2 separate regions of the Anser cygnoides genome follow, and region 1 is linked to region 2. Evidence: chromatin contacts called from public Hi-C data. All regions are on one chromosome and are shown on one strand. The core of a region is the stretch at or near the end of the contact, and the rest is flanking DNA. Distances in the headings are between cores, read along the strand shown. Region 1 overlaps LOC106031534 (a long non-coding RNA gene). Region 2 has its middle 17 kb from the start of WDR26.

Region 1 (4,414 bases), core at 923-3,422, 450 kb after region 2:
TCTGCCCCAGTTAAAAACATTAAATGTATACAGAATAGAACTGAACTAAGACTATGTGTATATATATATATGGTCTTAAATATACATACATATATCTTAAGATCTTTTTAAATAGGTATACTTCAGACCAGGACACCTCCATCACATTGAGTACATTGGACTGGGTTAGACGTCTTGCTACCAGTGTCCATCTCCATAGCCTTTGCTTGTCTGATTGCCGCTAGCGTCCTACCACTGTATTATGTTACATGACAAATTTGTATTTAATTTTATACTGTATGTTCTATTCTGGTATTTCTGTTACGATTAAATTGAGTTCAAGACAGTCCCTTGGCTGAACAGAATGAAAGGGTCTGGAATGCTCCTTTGTACCACACCATTTCAGTTGCTCTTCGACAGAGTATCTATCTGCCTAATAACTGCAGAGTTTGGTGTCTGCTCTCCCAGATCCTTGCAATCCTCAACACCAAAAATCTCTGACAAAGACAGATGCATTTGCTGCATCATTCTGCAAGGTACCGAAATGGTCCATATGGATACCCCCCGTGAGCAGGATATCAAAGTAAAGCGCTGGTTCTCAGCCTTGGCACCAGCTGATGCCACCCCCTCACTTCTGTGCCCTGCAGGTCTGCACACACTGCCTCCTTGCTCCCCCAGTCACCCTCAGCGTCTTTGTGCCCTGCTTTTTCTTGTCTGTGGGGCTGCTCCTACTGCTTCTCCTCCCTTTCTTACCCACACAGTGGCTTGTGTTACCACCACTTCCCCCGGCTGCAGCCAGGACGACTTCTGGCCCCAGATGGAAAATATATTTGTATGAGTCTGCCCTGAACCATCTCTGCAGAGCTGGCATGAGTCCTGCCTCTCCCATCTCTCCTGTATTACAGGCGTTCATTAGTTGGGAACCTGTGCAACAAATTCTAACACCCTGCTGGGATTTACTCTCCTTGTCCTAAAATAATAGCAATTAAAAAAAAAAAAAGAGAGAAAAAAAAAAAAGCTATTATCTTTTCCATGGAATTCATCATGTATTAATAGGATGTATGTATGCACTGACTTCTCACTACCCCAGTGCTTGTGGAAACTTCTTGTGTTCTGGGCAGCCACTACTAGTGGTACATCTTCAAGCCTTAAATACTGCACAGAAAATAATGAGGCAGCTTAGAAATTCATGAAATGGGAGAGCATTACATAGCTGATAAATTAAGGCAATCAAGGAAAATCATAATTGAGTTTGGGCTTGGATTACTTTGTAGAATTAAGATATTTCAAATGTGTTTCTCACAAAATAACTGCAATGCACCTGAGATGATACTTGATAAAGGATGTGAAAAATAAGGCAGAAAAGTATTAGGTGTTCTTTCAACATAATAAAACAGGATCTCCACTGATCCCAAAATACTCGGTACTGTTACTGATTTCAACAGTGTGACTTCCAAAAATAGGCTTTGTTACACAGGCCTTCTTGCTTGTCTCTAGCCTAAGAATGGTTACTCTGATTTTTGGAATATTTTTTTGCCTGTTAAGAAGTTTAAGTGAGAGGAAAGTCTTTGTAAGTGCTGTTGCCTTGCCCTGAGTTTCTTGCATAGTATTTTTTTATTCTGTCCATGTCAACAGCTGTACTGGGCCATGTGTCAGGTGTCATGCTGTGAAATCTATGCCTGTTTTTTTTCCATTGTGCAAACTGAAGTTTTCATTAAAAAAAAAAAAAGTACATTGTTAAAAGTTGTATTCCTGTTTTATTTGATATGGGCATACTCGGCTGTTTTTCTAGATCACTCGGAAGAGTAGAAGATGGGATCACTTCTTATGACAACTGCTGTTAATATTCGCTGCATTTCCAAAATGACATAGACAAATTGCTATAATAACCTCATATATCTGATTTCTATGCCATTCCTACCTCCAAATATGCATTCTAAATCGTGAATTGTTTTGTCTGCAGCAATTTTTACCCCAGAAGTTTCAGAGAATGTAGCAGTACTTAACTCTTTAAGGAGTGTCTTCACTGTAGTCCAGTGTTGAATGTACTGCTGTCTATGCAGGTAATTACTAAACAGTACAAAACTGCGTTGTCATTTAAGCGTCTTTAGTGTTTGTTTGTCCTGTAGGGCAGTGAGGATTTCAAACTCTGATATGTATTTCTGCAGCTTTATTATTACCATTGCCTACCTTTTCTGTAGGAGAAAAAAAAAAAAGTGAAACGTCAAAGTCACTGTTACCAAAGTCTTATTTAAATATCTGTATTGATTGACTGGGGTGGTCAGCTGCTGTTTATGAGACTACAGGAGGCTCAAAAGTGAGTCCTGTAATTTATCTTAGAAAAAAACTAAACCATCCATTTTAAACAATATTTAAACTCTATTTGATCCCAGGAATTTGGGGTGGCCAGTATGTTCTACACACATCTTATGAATCTTGGACAAAGTTATTATGAATATGTTTTATTTTTAATGTGGAATAGAACATTTGCTGACTGGGCCTATGCCACATACTTGTCAGAGTGAAGAGTAATTAACTTTAATGACTGTACCAGATAACGTGGAAAGTCCTCAAACAGGAAGAAGGAACAGAAATTAAAAAAGAATGGCAGTTTCAGAAGGGCTCACAGAGAGAACAAGAGGAAGATTTACAAGGTCTTTCAAAAGTTTTGAATAGGAAAGGCACTTTTCTGAAGCAGGAGAAAAGGGACGTGATTTGACTGTGGGACCCTACAATGTAAAGAAAGCCACCTTGATTTTGAGGAGGAGCAGTGAGATACAAAAAGAAGCCTATAGAAATGCTAGAGTGTGTCTGATGTACTGCCAAGTAGTACTGCAAAGTGCTATGGAAACCAGGGATTGGAAAATATGGTCGAGGCTTATTATTCTGTGCACAATTGTATATTTCTTTTCTGAGCTTAGTGCAGAGTCTCTTGTTTTGGAGTTCAGTACAAAGTCTGCATGGTCATGACCTCTGCCTTGCACAGCCGCCCAGACACTTGGCACGGCCTGATCCTGCCCAGCTGTAAGCACCTAGCAGGGGCGCCTCACTTGGAGCCCTGCTAACCTAGGCTCTCTCAGGAGGCAGAGGAGCAAGATAGGCACTCTGAAGTGGAAAGTCACATCTTGGGGGGACTGAATTGCTCTCTGGAGGCTGCCTGCCATGACCATCATCCAGTGTAGGTGCTGGGTGTGACCTGCCCAGGCCTTTGACTTCTAAAGGCCAAAGTACCTCCAAAGCTGGAGCTGTAGAAAAAGATTCATGATGATCGCTGGCAACTGTGGCTATAACTGTACAAGTAAACAGTGTGGGGTCTGTTCCCAGGGACTGGGGCTCTACCATCTCTATCACTGTTTAGCAGGAACAGCGCCTTGCCCAGGATGAGATTCCCGAGCCCCCATTGTGCAGTGTACAAGTTTGGTTTTGAGGGTAAGGGAGTTTTCTGGAACAAATACTGGTTCTTCCAAGCAGGTTAACCTCGGTGCCAAGAACTGGTTTCAGAAGAGTTTAATTTATCTGTATTGAAATGTACTTAATCTATGAAACACTTGGAAATCAGCTCAGACTTATTTGCATTATGGGCTTGCACAACCTACAGTTACTCCCTGTCCAGGTCACTCTGCTAGTACCAAACTGCAAAACCCGTATATGTTTTGCTTCAGTTTGGCCAGCTGTTCTTCCTTTAGGAAGGAACCCTTCCCAGGCACTGGCTTTTTGCTTGTCATACCCTAGAAATCGGGTACCACAGCCCAGCCACTTTCTGGTTTTGGCAAGTAGCACCGTGGGTCTGAAGATATGTGGAAGTTTGTGCAGATAACAAGAGGAAACTGTCATCAGCACTTGGAGGAGTGGGGTGACTGAGTTCACTGTGATATTAGAATGTTCTGTTCATCTGAGTTAATTATTAAATAATAAGCACATTATTTAAACTATTTTTCTTTTGCTGGATATTTCAGGGTGGAACTAGTTTTAATTCATTAATTTATTTTCCCCATTGTTCTTTTAGTACCATTCTATTTTCTAACAACTGTTTTGAGCCAATTTTTTAGCTCCGTTGCATAACTGAGTTCATCATCAACACTGAAGATATACTAATTTACATTAGTTGAAAATATGGTGATTTCTTCGGTCTTAATAAGTTTCTTTTTATTTTTCTGCCCCCCTTCCCCCTGTATTTATTGTATGACATTTGCTGTTTTCGCTGACCTCTTTTAACTGCAAACAATCTGTCACTGTAGGGATCGTAGCGCTACGTGATTTAATGTTGCTGTTAACTCTGCAGACCAGAGTTGAAATTCTTTGTGTTACTTTCATAGACTGTATCATGCTGAGTGTCTTTAATCAGATTGCAAGCTGCTATCATGTTGCTGTGTCTAAGCATTAATTAGGCCTTCAGAGGCATAAATAATTTTAATAAGTTTAGGTAAATTTTAGT
Region 2 (4,230 bases), core at 1,378-3,877:
AGGCTGCACAAAATACTGAGGTTTGCACAATAAATGTGTGCTACTAAGAGTACTACTCTTTTCTTCGATAATGTGTACATATAGTAAAAATAAACTGTTTTAGGAGTCATAAATTTTTCATCCATTTAGTTTTGTTTTAGGAGTCATAAATTTTTCATCCATTTAGTTTATGCTTTACTATGTTTAACGTATATATATATTTGTATTTACTCATACAAAGCTTTTTTTATATCTTGTGATGCTGAGTTTACAGCTCAGATGTATGATGACTTTAAATAATTACTTTATCACTGCAAAGTACGAAATGGCTTTTAATTCTTGTTGGCAAGTGCAGAACCCTGCAGGATAATAGGACCTTCTTTCCCCTCCTTTGTTTGCCATTGACTCATTATGTGACTTAGAGCAAATTGCTTGTGTGAATGGTTGATAAGTACTTCAGTCAGCATGTTCATAAAGGTGTGAGGTGTAATTAATATTAGTCTGGCAGCTATTCACTTCCAACTATTTATGCCATTTATTCTGTGTAGAATACATCGTATATATACTACAAACCATAACATTAATTTATGTGCTGTGTTTTATTGCAGAGCACTGGATACAGCTTTAGTCCCATATATCCAGTAAATGAGAGATTCAATTCTATTTTGTTTATGGATCACTGAACATAAAACATTTATTCTTGGTGATGTTTTCAATAAGAGAATACCATCAAAATTCACAACATCTAATTGCAGTGGACCAAGCATCACATGCTTGTTATATATATTGTTCCATCTGTTGTTTGGGAATGTCTCATGGAACTAAAGAAGCCTCTCCTTGCAGGCAGAAAGAGTTACACAGCAAGAGGATCAACATCAAAAGGTACCCAGTTAAAAAACTGGAGATTAGACAGGGCTGCAAAGTCAGTTATTGCCTAGAGCCCTCTTCTTGGCTGTGTTAGCTATGTCTATATTGTGTGCCTTAGGAGTGCTTTTCAGCTCCCTGAGTGTGTGTGCCTTTTCTACACCCAGAATTGGGGTGACATCTGAATTCCCACCAGTTATTCATCTCTACCCTACCTGGTTTCCATGCAGGGAAACCGCAGCCAGAAAAGGAGCAGTAAGACGGTCTGACAATATTACATTTTTCACACCATTTTTTTAGTCATTGATGACCATAAATGTTTCACATTTAATGGGAGCATATGACAGAAAAGATTTAATTGTAACCAAAATGCTTAAATACTGAACTCAAGGTAAGAATACTTTAAAACAACTGCACATGTTGGAGCTAAACCAGTTTAAAAGGAAAAACACAGCTTTTTTTTTTTTTTTTTTTGCATGTCATTATTTGGATTCCTGTAAACGCCAGTTGCCCTGGTTTCAGACCCTGTTGTCGTAATCTTTACAAGGACACAAAGAAAAGTTTGTCCTTACTCCCAAAAGCTTACAGTCTAAAGATACCATAAGCAACAGCAGATGGAAATGGCTAGAAGAGAGCACCTCAAGAAAATGAAATAGTACTTCTTAAAATGCATTGTTTACTACACCAACTAAGATTCTCACATGGTGTTCTGAACTGCACTACAAAGAAAAAGCAGAGTGGTTGTCTTCCACCTTCTGATAAGAATAAAGGAACACGACATAATGATCGAACAAGAATATATACTGATGCTTACTGATGTACAATGTATGGCTGCAGTTGGTGCAATTCTGGTTTAGTCTTCAGAAGCAGATGGTGAATGGATCTTTTGCTCTTGAGATAAATCCTGAAGCAGGGATATTTGCTACCAAAATTTGTTTTTGCTTCGTGTTCCTTCACTGTTTATTCCATATTTAAATGACTTGAATGCTGGCTCGGGGTCATCGATAATGCCTGCTCTTGTTTCTTTCATGTTACAGGTAGCTTGGTTCAACCTCACTTGTGGTTTTTGTGTTTGTTATCATTGCTTTTTCACCTTAAAAAGCTTGACTTTAGTCCACACAGAATGGACAAATCATGTTAGAAAACAGTTTGCCTTTTACTTTATTTACAGAATTTTTTGCTAACCAGCATAAACAAAGTCTCGGGCATCTTGCCATCCTATTCTAGACAGGATTTTAATAAGTGCAGTAAGGTCAAGATTTTTTGTTTATATTATGAAGTGGGTTGTTTGGGAAGTGGGTTTTTTCTTTTTTATTTGTTTGTTTCTTTTTCTTTTCTATTTTTTTTTAATCTGCATGGCTTTGTATTCTTTATTTCAAAAGTGTTTTCTTATCCTGTGAATAAGAAACTACAACTCACATTGTGCAAATTTGCATTTTCAGATAAAAGAAGATACGGATATGTGCTAGCTGGAAGAGTCATGTTCCAATACTTGACTTATAGGAAAAAGAGTATGCTGAAAGAATAATGAAGTCTGACATGTATGTAGGTATTTACCTTAGTTTATGTGTTGGGAAGAGCATGTTTGGAAGAGCATGAGTGTTGTTGTATTTTATTCCTTCCTGCATACCAGGCCTGGCATGCTCAGGAAAAGAATCTCTGGTTAATTTTTATTACTTACTACGATGTAGCAGGCCAGTGGTTGATGAAGGCTCTCTGATGTTTCACTGAAACAAAATGTTTCAGTTACATGCAAAAATATCATAAAATACACTTCTTTCAATAAAGCTGCACCCCTACTGATTAGCTAGTGCCCTGAGACCTAGTGATAGTGCAGCCTTCTGCCTTAAACTTCTAGACACATCCCTCTTCCACACTACACTTCTGTGACAAACCAGCGCTTTGCAGCTGATGGCTGCTAGATGCACATATTCATTTATTAATGTATTTCAGGGAGGGAAAAAAAAAAAAAAAGGTGAAAGAAGATGAGAGCTTAGGACTGGAAAAAGAAAGCCATAAGGTGACTGTGGGAGCAGCCCCAGAGCTGAGAGCAGGGTGAGCTGGAGTGCTCTGTCAGGAGATCAAAACAAGTGGGTCCACCCTCATAATCTGCTTCTTGCACAACCCCTGACAGGGCTGCATGTGAATGTGAAAAGGGGTGAAAAGAGGACAGGCTGCTGACTTACACAGCAGTCAGAGGAGATAGACGTGAATGTTAGACTTGGCTCCTGCAGATGGTACACAGAATAAAATAACAAGTATAGAGTACAGAGCAAGCAAGCTGATTCTGTATCAGGATGCAACATTTAATAATTACCAGGTCAAACTCCTGCCTTCTTGTGTTTTGAATATTGAGGTATAAAAATAATACATGCAAAATAGGATTTCTGGACGCTAGGTGTGAGCAAGATTTTTAAAGTATGTTTGTTTAAATACTGCTACAGCAGATGTAATACAGATCGTGCCATCTTACTAAGTCACAGGAGTTCAAAAGTTGAAAATGGCTTTTTAGGGTTGCTGTATATAAATAAATGTCAGAGAAGATGGATAAATTCTTTTTTCTTGAGGCTGAAGGACCTTCTCAGACCCCAAATGACAGAAATTTCATCTTGCTCCCCAGAAAACCCTTCCAGAACATGCTGTGACTTGTAGTGTTGATGTCAGTCTGAAAAGCTTTCCATCCTGAGTTGAATGTGAAATCGTGATGTATTCTCTGCCACACATCCACCTGAAGCACAGTGCAGTGCCTTCTACCACCAGTGTTTTCTGTGCAATTATTTTGCCAAAAGGCACCTCGCATACTCAGAACAAGTCTTGGTCACTGTGCCATGTATGAGAGCAAATATTAATTCAAAGTTGTAAACAAACTTGGCTGGAGCAAGTGCAGCATTTGGTTCAGGAAGCTTTGAAAACAGTTTTGTTACATGGAGGACTTGCAATTTATGAGCTTAGAAAACACAACTGAGAAAACACAAATGTTTTTGACAGAATTTTGGAATGATCAACTCATTTGTAATCAAAGAAGGATCTTGTGAATTGTAAATAGTGCTAGAGTGGAAGCTGCCAGGGAAAACAGGTGCTCTTCTCCGTTACTGAAACACCTCTGTGTCAGCAAGGCAGGACTGTCCCTTCTCTTTGCTATTTTTGTGTGTGGTGTTTTTGTTTGTTTGTTTGTTTGTTTTGCTTTTCTCTTTTCTCTTTAAGCATAGATATCAAAGGGAAGAAGTAATTAACTGACCAATTCATTGCTATGACTACTGAACAGTCCTGTTTAAAGAGAAATCTTTGAGAAAAAGCACGCAGTTATTGGTTGCTGATTGACAATAGAAAATCATATAAACAGACATTCTTCTTCAAAAAGTGTTGTCTGCTGCTCTGCTCCGATGG

Evidence for each region. A called contact is a pair of places that touch in the nucleus more often than the background predicts.
Region 1: a contact with region 2 is called in a Hi-C map of liver, with 4 times the contacts expected there. The contact joins two enhancer-like sites. A contact is called at or near these places in 2 of 7 Hi-C or Micro-C datasets (both in liver).

The regions. Positions count from the first base shown.
Region 1 is chr3:24,899,234-24,903,647 of Taihu_goose_T2T_genome, forward strand. All of the region lies in intron 3 of LOC106031534 (a long non-coding RNA gene), which reads left to right. Among named protein-coding and RNA genes, the nearest start is that of PPP2R5A, 11 kb to the left of the region's middle. Within about 2 kb of position 2,173, at least 1 of the 3 cell types and tissues checked has open chromatin away from gene starts, as enhancers often do. A contact at or near this core is called in liver, where this site is marked.
Region 2 is chr3:24,452,679-24,456,908 of Taihu_goose_T2T_genome, forward strand. No RefSeq gene overlaps it. Among named protein-coding and RNA genes, the nearest start is that of WDR26, 17 kb to the left of the region's middle. Within about 2 kb of position 2,628, at least 1 of the 3 cell types and tissues checked has open chromatin away from gene starts, as enhancers often do. A contact at or near this core is called in liver, where this site is marked.